Regions from separate parts of the Mus musculus genome. Here region 1 is linked to region 2. The links are chromatin contacts, called in public HiChIP or PLAC-seq maps. All regions are on one chromosome and are shown on one strand. Each heading gives the region's core, a stretch centred on a gene start, on an enhancer-like site or on the middle of the called end of the contact. The rest is flanking DNA. Distances are from core to core; before and after follow the strand shown.

Region 1 (6,947 bases), core at 3,661-6,160, 470 kb before region 2:
AGCCAGATATGGTCCAAGGTTGAGATGGTAGTGGGGGTGGGAGGCTGCCTAACCCACCAGGCAAGCCATAAGAAGCAAGCATGTAGAACCTTCTCTTCGCCGGCAGCACTCACAAAAGTTATCCTTTCTCAGAAGAATCCCTCAACCTCATTATGGACAAGACCTGGCTCAAGCTCACCCTGAGGTATCTTTCTGAGCCAAGAACTGTTTTCCTTGGAGACCTTTTGTGTGTTTGGGAAACCCTACATTCTCTGGTTAATCAAGAGGGGAAGGGATGGGGGGACACACTGAGATGGCACTGCAAAGCTGAAGAGGAAGAATGTTAATAGTGTAGTGCTATTAAACAAAGTCATATTTTTCCCAAGAGTGAGCCACATACTCTATGCTGCTCATTTAATTCTCTGAAGGCAGGGCAAATATTCTTTACTTTTCAGGCAGAAGAAGCCTAAATAATCAAACATAGCTAAGCAAACAGATAAAGCTACTCATTAAACCAGCGCATGGCACAAAAGAAAAACTTACTTCACTATCCATGTATCCCTCCACCCCAGGACCATATTTATCTTATACCCCAAATTAAACACATCACAACTTCACAGCGAAAATATGTTTCCCAATGGGATTTAAGTAAAATCCAATAAATCTCTAGAAACATCAAGGGCAAGCTTCAAAAGACTACATTCTTCTACCATGAAGCATTCCCACTGGAAATTATATTCAGAGAAAGTCATCAGAAGTCATCTATGGGCCGGGCGGTGGTGACACCTTTAATCCCAGCACTTGGAAGGCAGAGGCAGTCGGATTTCTGAGTTCGAGGCCAGTCTGGTCTACAAAGTGAGTTCCAGGACAGCCAGGGCTATACAGAAAAACCCTGTCTCAAAAACAAAAAAAAAAAAAACAAAAAAACAAACAAACAAACAAAAAAGTCATCTATGGTCAGGAGAGGGGAGGAAAAGACGAGGGTTACAATGGAGACTGGGGTTGGGACCCATGCCTAATGGTGATGAACAGAACTGGCCAGTCAAATCCGTAAGCCACTCAACTTGTTTTGAAGGAAACCCCACACTCAAACAACAGCGTTTACAGCCATGGATTTTGTAATGATCTGCAGGTCAAAGGGCTTTGGCCTGGGGAATTCAGGAAGCGAGATGGGAGAAGCGCCACTGCTCCTATCACAATTTGGAATGCTTTCTTTAGCCAATGTTTTCAGTCCGCAAAAAATATATCGCAACAGCTTCTACTTCTGACTTCTGTAAGTCAGAGCTATAAGTCTATATTTGGCAAGAATAGTTAGCAACGATAAGTATATTAACCATCAACTGCCTGGAAGGGAAGGCAGGAGCTGCCTCTGCAGCCACATGCCAAAGTCAAATCACCCGCAATGGCTGAGCTCTGCAAGGTCAAACTGAAACCAGGCATGGTCTCCATTCCCACGAAGAGATAGGAGAAAGGGTCTGGAAACCTCTGGAGGTGGTTGTTGTAGTGCCAGGATATAGTAACGGGTCAAAAGCTGAGGTGTCCCCATCTGGTAGACCACATTATGGTCCAACCAATACAGCCTGCTGGTCTGGAGTGGGATCATAGATTATAAACATAAGCTCAAGGTTACTGGAGAACCATCCCAGTAACCATCCCTGCAGCCCAGGAGGGAAGAACAGAAACCTGACCCTGTTTGCACTCCACCTCTGGCACCGTCGGACTTCCTAGGCACATTCCCTGAAGGCCATATCCAACATGGTACAGCGGGGGGAAGACCTCCTGAGGGCAGGGAATCACAGAGTAGCTCTTCTTTCCACACTAAAGGGACTCGGCTTCTTGCTTATGACATTTATTGCCAACCTCTTGGATGCAAGCTCATTGGTTAATTCTTTCATTCTTCCCTCCTGACCCCACCCCTCGAGCACTCCTTAAGCTCAACAAAGCCCTACTACAACACAAAGCAGACAGAGGTGAGTCACAGCAAGAACAGTCCGTTGGTAAGGTGTGAGACATCAATGATCTATTCCAAGGCTCTCTGTGTTTAACCACTCTTTCAAGTCATTCCCTCAGTGTGATACTGTGATACTAAGCAACGCACACCCAGATGACCCTGGCAATCTCCAAAGAGATAAGAGTGACTGTTTGTATGCCAACAAGGTGAGTGGCAGTCTGGGAGCCCTTAACACCTTCCAGATGGAAGTGATACCAGAAAGTAGAAAGCAGGGTTAGAGGCTAGGGAATTTCGGCTCTAGCCCTCAATCTTGATCTAGAGAAGATGAAAGTGAATTGCTCACCTATGGCCAAAAATGTCATCAATCATTCAGACTTAATGAAAACACCATAGAAACTCAAAAGAACAAGGTTTGGTGAGTTTCCAGATGGCTGGGCCATGTGGAAGTGACTGGAGGGATAGCATGCCTACATATGACACAAGACCTGCACATCGTCTTACATGGCTCTGCTGTCTGCCTGTTCATGTGCACGCTTTATAATATCCTTTATATTAAGCAAATTCACTAAATGTTTCTCCAATTTCTGTGAGCTGTCATGGCAAATTAATCAAATCTAGAGAATGAGTTCTAGAACTTTTATTGCCAGCTAGTTGGTCAGAAGTGCAGTGACACCCTGGGACTTGCAACCAGTACCAGGAGTTGGGAGTTCTGCTGCATTTGAGCCTTTGGCCTGGGAGAATCTTACATGATTTCCAAGTGAAATGTTAGGACATGCTGCTGCTGTCAGCTGAGGAACTATTCAAGGAGTAGAAGAAACCTCCACAGGATTATTCTATATGGGGAGGGTGCAGGAATCTGTTTCCGTTCCCATTACAAAGTAATTGAGGCGGGATACAAAGACAGATTTGTTTACTTCCTAGTTTCAGAGACTAAAGCTCTTACAGTATGGTGCTAACTTTGGTGAAGGTCACCTTGGCTGTGTCACATCATGACAGGTGGCATCACAGCTGGGATGGGAAATAGGGGGGACAGAAAACCAGGGTAACAGCTGGGCTGGACTACCCACTTCTTTTCTCATCATTTTTTTTTTAAATAACAACTCTGCTGTCAGGTTTCCACAAAACCAGTCTCATGCTCTACCAGGGACAGTGACAAGTTGACCTCCTATGAGGTATCAAACTTTGCAGTATCACCATGTCGGGAAAACATCGTTTCCAAAACATAGACACTTGAGGGCCACATTCCATCCTATCCTAACCATTGCAGAGCAGACAGCACGCAGGGCTCAGTGACTGTGGTCTCCCAGAAGGGCTCTTCCTGATATTATGAGTATTCTCTCAGCTAACTCCTTGACCACATATCAGAACATCTGCCACTATCCGAAATCATCAATGTCATCCTTAGTTTTTTATTATTGCTAAAAAATGGAGTCCAGAGGATGTGGAAAAAGAGGAACACTCCTCCATTGTTGGTGGGATTGCAAGCTTGTACAACCACTCTGGAAATCAGTCTGACGGTTCCTCAGAAAATTGGACATAGTACTACCAGAGGATCCCGCAATACCTCTTCTGGGCATATATCCAGAAGATGTTCCAACCAGTAAGAAGGACACATGCTCCACTATGTTCATAGCAGCCTTATTTATAATAGCCAGAAGCTGGAAAGAACCCAGATGCCCCTCAACAGAGGAATGGATACAGAAGATGTGGTACATTTACACAATGGAGTACTACTCAGCTATTAAAAAGAATGAATTTATGAAATTCCTAGCCAAATGGATGGACCTGGAGGGCATCATCCTGAGTGAGGTAACCCAATCACAAAGGAACTCACACAATATGTACTCACTGATAAGTGGATATTAGCCCAGAAACTTAGGATACCCAAGATATAAGATACAATTTGCTAAACGCATGAAACTCAAGAAGAACGAAGACCACTTTGCCCCTCCTTAGAAATGGGAACAAAACACCCATGGAAGGAGTTACAGAGACAAAGTATGGAGCTGTGACAAAAGGATGGACCATATCCAGGGATCCATTCCATAATCAGCTTCCAAACGCTGACACCATTGCATACACTAGCAAGATTTTGCTGAAAGGACCTAGATATAGCTGACTCTTGTGAGACTATGCCGGGGCCTAGCAAACACAGAAGTGGATGCTCACAGTCAGCTATTGGATGGATCACAGGGCCCCCAATGGAGCTAGAGAAAGTACCCAAGGAGCTAAAGGGATCTGCAACCCTATAGGTGGAACAACATTATGAACTACCCAGTACCCCAGAGCTCTTGACTCTAGCTGCATATGTATCAAAAGATGGCCTAGTCGGCCATCACTGGAAAGAGAGGCCCATTGGACTTGCAAACTTTATATGCCCCAGGACAGGGGAACGCCAGGGTCAAAAAGTGGGAGTGGGTGGTTAAGGGAGGGGGGGGAGGGTATGGGGGATTTTGGGGATAGCATTGGAAATGTAAATGAGGAAAACACCTAATAAAAAATATTAAAAAAAAAAAAAAGTGGAGCCCAGGAAAGCAAAGGTGCTATTAGGTGGCAAGGCATGTCTGCTCAGGGAAATGGTGGCAGGCTGCCCTGCGCCTCTGCGGTACAGGCTCCGGAAGGTTGTTTGGCATCTTTAGATCCTAGTTTACTTCTGGGTAAAGTAGAGCATCAATGGGCAGCAGAGTTGATACAATAATTAAATGAACCACTACTAAATGAGTTATTCAGAGAAATTGTATTCATTCAGGCTGTACCGTCTGCTCTGAATAGCAAGTGCTCGTTAAATATTTTTAGATGAGATGAACATCAGAATGAGCCAGAAAGAGCCATTAATTATGTGTTGTTCCGCATTATGGTAGGGATTTGGGAGATTAAAAATAGTCCCCAAAGATAAATCTAATTGGAGAGAAAAAGAAGGGATGAGGACGAGGAAACATTAGAAAAAACTGTAGCGAAGTATCAATGCCAGAATGTTCTGAGAACACTGGGAGACTCGCCTGGATGACACCACGGGTCACAGCTCATGGAAGCTGGTGCAGGGAAGATGAACTCTGCTGGTACCAGGCTGAGGAAGAGGCAAAGAACAGTTGCTGGACCTTACATGTGACAAATAGGCCCATAGGTGAGGTTGAGAATAAGATCTGTCACATTTGGCGGCCTCTAGCCTGTCCCTCCTCTCACATGCTCCCATCTCTGTACTTCCCTTATGAGCAATGTTGACAGAAGTGAATGAAAAAGAGTTGTGAGGAAAAATGGTCAAGAGGGACACCCAGGCGGAGAGAGGTCTGGAAACAGGCCCTGCCTGAATTCAGGTCAGCATGCATTCAAGAAGTGCTCACAGTGGGATAGAGAGCTCTGTCCCAGGCATATGCCTAAGAAAGGTCTGGTTTGGCCCTTAGACCTGGCAGCAGCCCTTCCATCTAAATAGGATCAACAATCACAGATACTTTGGACAGGGTCTTCACTGACCCAGTGGCTCTGTTTCTCCCACAATACCAGCTCTACAATCAGGCATTCTCGAGTCCCTCTTATTTGTCTTATTAACTCTGAACTGGCAGGCTAGTTATTTACATTTCAGGTCACTTAAACTCACATTATCAAAGAAGTGGAGAGACAGCTCAATGGGTAAAATGCTTACTCAGTGGGTAAGTATGAGAGTGTGAGTTCAGATCCAATGCCCACAGAAGAATCCAGCCATCCTTGGGAGGCAGAAACAGGAGAATCCAAGGGGCTCGCTGGATATATACCAGGTAAGCACAGGAACACACACACACACACACACACACACACACACACACAGCCAAGAGCAGGCATGTACAAGTGGACATATATAGACACACACATACACACAAAAATAAAAGTAAATAAGACACCGGGATTATCCCCTAATAGTTTTGACTTAAATGGCGAGAGTTTCCTCTCTCCTGAAGGGGATTCTTACATCCTTCGCTCTCTCACAGGGCTGTAGCACATACTTATGTCTTGAAAGGTGTACTCTGAACCCTGTAGTCCACAGGCAAACATTTGGAAGTACCTCAGGGGAAGGGAGCACCCAACTCTAGGGCAGTCAGTTCTAAGCATCTGTTCTATCTCTTTTAGAAACTGAGGCTGACATTCCATCCTCACCCTTACTGAGGGGGCAGGGAGCTGCTTGACACCCTCAGTGAAAGCTACTGTCAGTTATTTGGCTGGACTATCGCCACCATTAAACTTCTAATAAGCAAGCCTGCGTTGGTGACAGAGTGCAGAGAGCCCAGGGCCAGACCAGGTTAAACAGATTTCAGGAGATTTCACAACTCTTCATACTCTTTGCTTCATTCCCGTTTCTTGTAGAACCCCTCCCACCAAGTAATGACAGTTTTCTTTTCTTAGAAACCCATTTTCCAGGGTGGCCCTATCACGTGCCTTGAGGAGTCAAACTTTCTAGGAGCTTGGTGACCTAAGAAGGCTTTGCTGGACTGGACTAGTCTGAGCAAAGCTAAAAACTAATGGCCTTGGAGGTGGGGGTGGGGGTGGGGGGACCTTGTCTATTTTAAGCCAGGAAGGAGAAAGCAAAACAAAATAGACCAAAAATAACCATACAAGACCATGGCTAAAATATCCAAACAGGGGTGTCCACAGAAAAGGCGCTGTTGGATATGACACCATATTTTTGAAACAAAGTGAGACACGCCACAAGTATGAATCCTAACAATGCAAATGACCAAGTAATGCAAATCCCTTACTTAGGGTTTTCCCACACAGTGCTTTCCTTACTGGAACAAAATCTCAACATCAATATTCAAGAATTTCTTGTAAGAAAGAGGCCAGCATGCTGGGCCACCACACCCCTCAGGTGACACCTAGGAGTTGAAATAGAGGGGGCCTCCAAAGGTGGGAAGGTCTTGGGCCTAGAAATATCACAGGTCTTCCTGCTGACCTGGAAGCCTTGCAGTCTAAAGCAGTCTTCCCAAGACCACATCATTTTGTAAGACTAGAGTGAAGGCTGCCTCTTGTCTCCAAGGAAATGGGGTTA
Region 2 (6,277 bases), core at 1,335-3,834:
ATCATGTGTGCACACACCCATTCACTTCCAAACAGAGTTAAGTTTGTCAACAGACGCGGGGAGTTATAATTCCACACTGGTGCTATTGATGAATCTGCTTAGTGCTGATTCTAATGGCTTCCTCCCAAATATCTCACAAAGACATCTCGCTAATGTGAGAACAGCAAGCTGCTTCCTTGGTGCAGTATACAAGATGCCATTCCATTCAGAAGCCCTGGGAGGAATGCAGAGGTCACTGGCCATGCCATACCTCAGAGCACAGTGGACTCCACTCATGGCACATGGGAAAGCTAACACATTGGGGACACTTTGAGAGCCACTTGCTTCTTCAGAGCACCTTATTTTTATGAAGAAAGAAAGGGACTCTGAACTGTCAATCAGGAAACTTTAGGGATGCATTCCTCCTGTCTGATCCTGGTGTGCTAATTTTCACAGAAAGTCAAGGTTGGTGAGAAAAAGCCCCACTTGGGGCAATCAGGACACCCGACTTGGAGCACGAGAAAGCTGGATTTCTTCAGTTATCATCATCCCCGACCAAGAGAAGCAACCACAGAACTCAGCGGCATAGCTGCAGCTGTTGATATATTCAAAGGCTTTTAAAATTGATTTTCTTTAGCAAATGAGTAAGTAAATTGTTCATACAACCATATTGTCATTAATTGAACATCCACTAGCCAGCCCTTGTCGTAGACAGGGAATAGAGGTGACATTAGAGGTGTTCACAGTGAGAGGAGTGGAAACCAAAGGGCCTACAAAAGAAGCTGTGTTCAGCAAGTTTACAACACGGCCACTAAGTAATCAGAGTTATATTAAGGACGGCCTTTGTTTCTTCTTCATCTCTAAGGGGGAAAAAAAACTAAAGCTTTCTTTACTGAAGAGCAGAGTTTCTCTCAACATCAGCACCACTGACAGTTTGAGTCCTGACGTTCTTCTCTGGGGGATGCTCTTGGGCATTGGGGGATATTTAGCTGTGCTATCAGCCTTTTCTCTCTCTCAGGCACACCCATCGCACTGCCCATGCACTGTATGTATCTCAGGATAGCTATGGATGAGCTCCAAAGCTTGGACACTCAATGCCAGTGGTATCCTCACCATTGTCCTTTGCAGTCATGGCTGAATGTCTCCAGAAGACAACACCTCCCCTGGTTGAAGACTACTGCCATAAAGTATCTTTTGTGTATACATTAAGGATAATTTTAACAGTAGAGACAAAATTCACAGGGATAGACTCATAGCACAACTGTGAAAGTTTGCAGTTAGGTGACAGGATTTGTTTTCCAATAAATCAATATTGTGACAACCTCATGTGTGCTTATAGATAAGGCTGTTAGGCCCTCACCTATGATGATCTGGTCAAGGTACCACCTAAAGGCAGGAAGATGGAAGAAAAGACATCTTCACACTCTCCTAGCTCCAGAAACTTGTGACTGATAAGTGGAAGGTGAGAGTAGCCTTCCTGGTTAAGTAACATGACTAGTGTTTCTATTCCTTACAGAGTTCCAAAGAAAAAAGAAAAACCAAGAGAGAGTGTGTGGAAAATAGAGAGTCAGGAGACAGAGAAGAACTAGGGAATGGAGTCAAGAGAGGAGGGAGATACAGGCAGAGAGATAGAAGACAGAGAGAAGCAGAGGGAGAGGGAGAAAGCAAGGGAGGGAGAAGGAAAGAGCCAGGGAGCCAATCCTAGGATGCAGCTTATGTAGAAGGAGCCAGAAGAAATGTGATGGGGAGGCTGGCAGGTGCACAAGAGGTGGACCATTGTCCAAAGCTCTGGACAAGCTCATGCTATTGCTCCATCAAATACTGCTCAAGTACCAGAGGTCACAGGCTAGAATGGGTCTCCTCTGTACTTTGCAGAGCTCAGGCTAAATGTCCAGTGCTCCTCCTTTGTGTGAGTTTGGCATGATCTACAGGACAAAGGTCTAAGTCTCTTCTTTCTCTCCACCAGCACATTTCAAAGTAAACCTAAGCCACCTGCTTCTGCCCTGTCCACTCTACAGCCGCAGCATCGTTGAAGGAGATTCAGTTACCACCCAGAAAACTGCATGAACATCTGATGTGCCTCTTCAACGAGTTCAGGTCTTCCGTGGGGTTATTTTGTGAGCTGGATTTGTTTTAAACAATAAAAGTCTGGTTTCTCTTGGGAAAGGGAATTGAAGTGATTCTAGATAATGAGCCAAAGAGATTCCAAGCCTGGCAGAGGCCTCAATTATCTGATGAACATCTCACATGAAGGAAATTGGGTGGAACAGATCTGACATTTGAGGACAGTGTTCAGCAATGTGTCCCTATCATCCCACTGGGTAACACAGATGGAATGAAGACAATGTGTTCTGCATTCATCTTTCTGATCGATTTGTCTCTTTGATGGCAGAGGAGGCAACTACTGAAACCATAACTGGTTTTTATTCAAAATAAAAAGCAGGTGGAGAAGGAAGGAAGCAGCAGATAGATAGCCTATGAAAACAGAGTTTGTCAAACTGAGATGAAGCTGGGTAAAGAGCTGTTTCCCCACTAGACCCCGGGACAGCAGCTGCCCATCTCGTTCACTACCCTGGCCTGTTCCATTTTGTTAGCTTGGCATATAATTCGTGTCCCGGAGTAAACATTCAAAAGGGATTCTTGCAGCTGGGGAGATGACTCTACAGCTTAGAGAGCTTGCTGAACAAGCGTGAGGACCTGAGTTTGAATCCCCAGCACCCATGTTAAAACCTAGGTGTGGCCTCACATCCCTGTATCCCAGAGCTGTGGGGAAAGACAAGATCACTGCGTCTTGCTGGCTGCCATCCTAGCTCCACTAAAGTAAGATACCTGTCTCCAAGGGCTGAGAGTGATGGAGGATGACACTTGGATCTCCTCTGGCATCCATGCATTTGTAGATGTGCACACTCAAACACATGCACAGACTTCACACACATACACACAAAAACATGAGGACAGGATCTCATGTGCTCCAGTGTATCTTCAAGCTCTTTGTGTACACAAAGATAACTCTGGGCTCCTGATCCTCCTGCCTCTGCCTAAAAGCTGCGATGAAGGTATAAACCAGCAGGCTCATCTGCCATATTTAAAGTTAATTTCCCAAAATTTAAAATAACTGTAAATGTCTTTCTGGTTCAATGGCCTATAGTAGTAACAAATTAAGAAAAGAGAAATAGCCTGTAAGATGCATTTGCCCAGAAGAAACGGAGTCCGCCTAACAAGGTCTTTAACCTCAAAACAATCACCAATTACTGTGAATGCTGCTGGAGAGTGATGCCAAGGTTGATTCGCAAGCATCAACACAATGGAAACAGGTAGAGCTACATGCATAGAACCTTGCATGTGTCGAACACAAATAGTATTGATACGTGAAGAAATTACTAGACAGCCAATTTCTAGGAGTCATACAACAAATGTCCATTCTGATTATTTAAGTTTTAATTGCTAAATATTCCGAATGCAAAGGCCAGCAAGCTAACTCAGAGGGTGAAGGTGCTTGCAACCAAGACTGAGGGCTAAATTCAATCCCAGGGAGAGTCACATGGTGTGGGAGGAGAGAACCAACACTTGTAACTTGTCCTCTGATTGCTACATGCATGCTTACACACACACACACACACACACACACACACACACACATGAATATATTATATATGGTGATTATATAATATATAGTTATTGTATATATCAAATAATCACTATATATATTTTAATATTAACCATCTAAACTATTGTTGAGATTAATGTCAATGGGGAAGACAACAACTAAAATAAATTAATTGAACTGTGATTTAAAAAAAAAACAAAAAAACAAAAATCCTGAAACTTCTATAGGTGTAATTAAGTAGGAAAAAGAGAAAAAGAAAAAAAAGTCCTCAGAGGGGGATCCAGGTGGAGATGCTGAACAAGGTGGCCTCCTGGAAGGAGAGAGATATCCAGCAGCACAAAGCCCCCCAAGTAGGATGCAGGCTCAGCACACTTAAGGATGAGAGAGAGACTAGTGGGCAGACTAAGCAAAGGGAAAGATGGAAGGCATGAAGCCCAGAACATCTCCCATGAGGGTATGAATAGACAGTGGGGACAGGGCAGACCTCTAACTCTGAAAACAAATGAAAAGCCACCGCAGCAGGAGTTTGCAGCAGGAGTCAGCAATGCGGATGCTGTACTCCACACCAGCCCCCTTGTTGCTTTTCTAAGTTACCCAGGCTGGCCTCGAACTCACTCTGCAGCCCAGATAGGCCTCAAGCTCCCTAACAGCTAGGATGGCAGGCCTGCAGCAGCCTGAACTGTGTCTCTAAAGGGGCATTTCGGGTGACAGGTTGCAAAGGAGATCTACAGGGCAAGAGGAAGTGATCCAACAGAAGACAACTGACTCTCCCTTCCCAGAAGCCACTATAATTGGTAAGTATCAATATTGACTGGGACTGGTAAGCCCCCCCCCCCCGCCATGCTTCAGTGATGATTGGCCTGATCATGTGCAGATTTTGTGAGATCATGAGAACAGCGGCACTATCAGGTCCAGAAGAAAATTATTTTGCCTTGGTCACCCTGAGCCTCTGGCTCTTACAATCTGACCCTTTCCTCCACCATGATGGTCTCTGAGCCTTTCAGAGAGAGTGTGATATAGTGACCCATTTGGGGCTGAGCATCCCAAAGACATTTATTCTCCACACCTGTGATGAGAGAAGTAGTATTGTGCTTGGGTCCAACAGAGGAAGGAGGAAAGAAAATGTTGAAAAGGGAACTGGAGAAGTACCGCCCTCAGCCTGCAAGCAGAAACAGGAGTTAGTGAGCGTCAGGTGGGAGCATACAACACTGGGAAGATGCAAAAGCCAGAGTCCCACCGCTGACAAGCTCATGGAACATGGAGGGGAAGGGCTCCAGCATTCTCTTCTGACTTCTTTGACTTCTTAGTAACACTGGATTCAAGGTCAGCAGGTGAGAATGGGGCTGAGGTAGAGCTGTGAGATTTGAAATGCTGAAACAACTACCCAGGAATGTAAGAGAGTGGATGAATAAGGGAAATGGACCAAGATAATGACCCTGGGCAACATTAAGTTCTCATTTCGAGTACATAGTCATGAATATAAAGTCAAACCAGGCATCAAGAGTGTGATTTTCCCTGGTTGCATTCATCTGTATAGGCATTTGCACAGGACAGGTGGAGATGTAGCCAAGGTGGTGTTGTCAGTAAGGGCTATAGGAACAGGGTCACTTTAGATGGGTCACATAGGTATACCCATGGGATTCAGCTGGCATGGAGTAAAGGGCAGGTGTCAGAAGGACAAGTAGAATCCGTTCATTGCTAGAATTCAAGATTCTCAACTGGAAAAGACAAAGAGACTGGGTGACACCAGCAAGAATTGTGATGCACAAAACAGGCTGTGGATCCAAGATGCAAGTGTCTAAAGGGGTGGTAAAGGACTTGGAGAGGAACAGTAGAATGGAAACCAATTATTATTCTAGGACCATGGTTTAGAAATTACAGACAGGGAGGTTTCAGGATTAGCATCTGTGAAAGGACAGATGGAACAGTGGTATCTGCCCATGTCATCAGATCTCTAGAGCTGTCCTAGCAGAGCTGGCATAACCCCCAACTGTGAGTGACAGATAAAAGGCTCCCAGAGTAAACGGACTGTGCTGAAAGCTGTGTAGCACAAAGCTTCCCTCATTGTCTCACTGTAAACGTCCTAAAAGGAGGTGCACAATAATGTGGTGGTATTTGCTCAAGAAGTTCCCCTCCCTGGTCCAGGTTCCCTCCATCTTCTGGATGAGAGGAGCCCAGACGTCCTGTAAGCATCACTTAAGCCATTCTCAAAAATAGCCTCTTCCCAGGACCCTCTCCACACGATGTAGGGTGAGGGTGGATTATCAAATCCAAATGCTTGGTCGCCATGGCTTTTGGCTCTGAACTCCTCCATCAATAGCACCTCCCTTAATGCCTCTTCATGACTTGCGGCCTTCCCTGTTTGGCCTCACCCACCTGGGAGATCTCCCAGACTGCTCCACTCCTGGGCTAACAGAGATATCTCTTTTCTCCTCCAAGCCATCTCAATAGCACATTTTTGACAAAGGAGATATACCTTGCCAACCTACTATATTTCAAAGAGATTTCTACTCAGTAATTCTTTCCCCATGTGAAAAAAAAAGGCTATCACAACTGTACACTTTGTCTAGAAAGATCAGTGCCCTGGAGACAGAGATTTTCTCCAATAAACTGAAGATGGACATCCAATGGCTTATGTCTTACTAGGAAGAATGTTCAGTTGATCAACTGTTGTGCTGTTATTCATTTCCC

What was found. HiChIP or PLAC-seq counts read pairs in DNA pulled down with a chosen protein or histone mark.
Region 1: a contact with region 2 is called in an H3K27ac HiChIP or PLAC-seq map of VIP interneurons, with 4 times the contacts expected there. The contact joins two enhancer-like sites. A contact is called at or near these places in 3 of 115 datasets of contacts at active chromatin or transcription factors (VIP interneurons, astrocytes and embryonic stem cells) and 2 of 9 other capture datasets (embryonic tail and embryonic trunk).

Annotation. Positions count from the first base shown.
Region 1 is chr1:184,052,609-184,059,555 of GRCm38.p6, reverse strand. The region is part of intron 2 of Dusp10 (dual specificity phosphatase 10); the gene reads right to left. Among named protein-coding and RNA genes, the nearest start is that of Dusp10, 22 kb to the right of the region's middle. Within about 2 kb of position 4,910, at least 17 of the 459 cell types and tissues checked have an H3K27ac peak or open chromatin away from gene starts, as enhancers often do. A contact at or near this core is called in VIP interneurons, where this site is marked.
Region 2 is chr1:183,577,673-183,583,949 of GRCm38.p6, reverse strand. No RefSeq gene overlaps it. Among named protein-coding and RNA genes, the nearest start is that of Gm33973, 27 kb to the right of the region's middle. Within about 2 kb of position 2,584, at least 1 of the 459 cell types and tissues checked has an H3K27ac peak or open chromatin away from gene starts, as enhancers often do. A contact at or near this core is called in VIP interneurons, where this site is marked.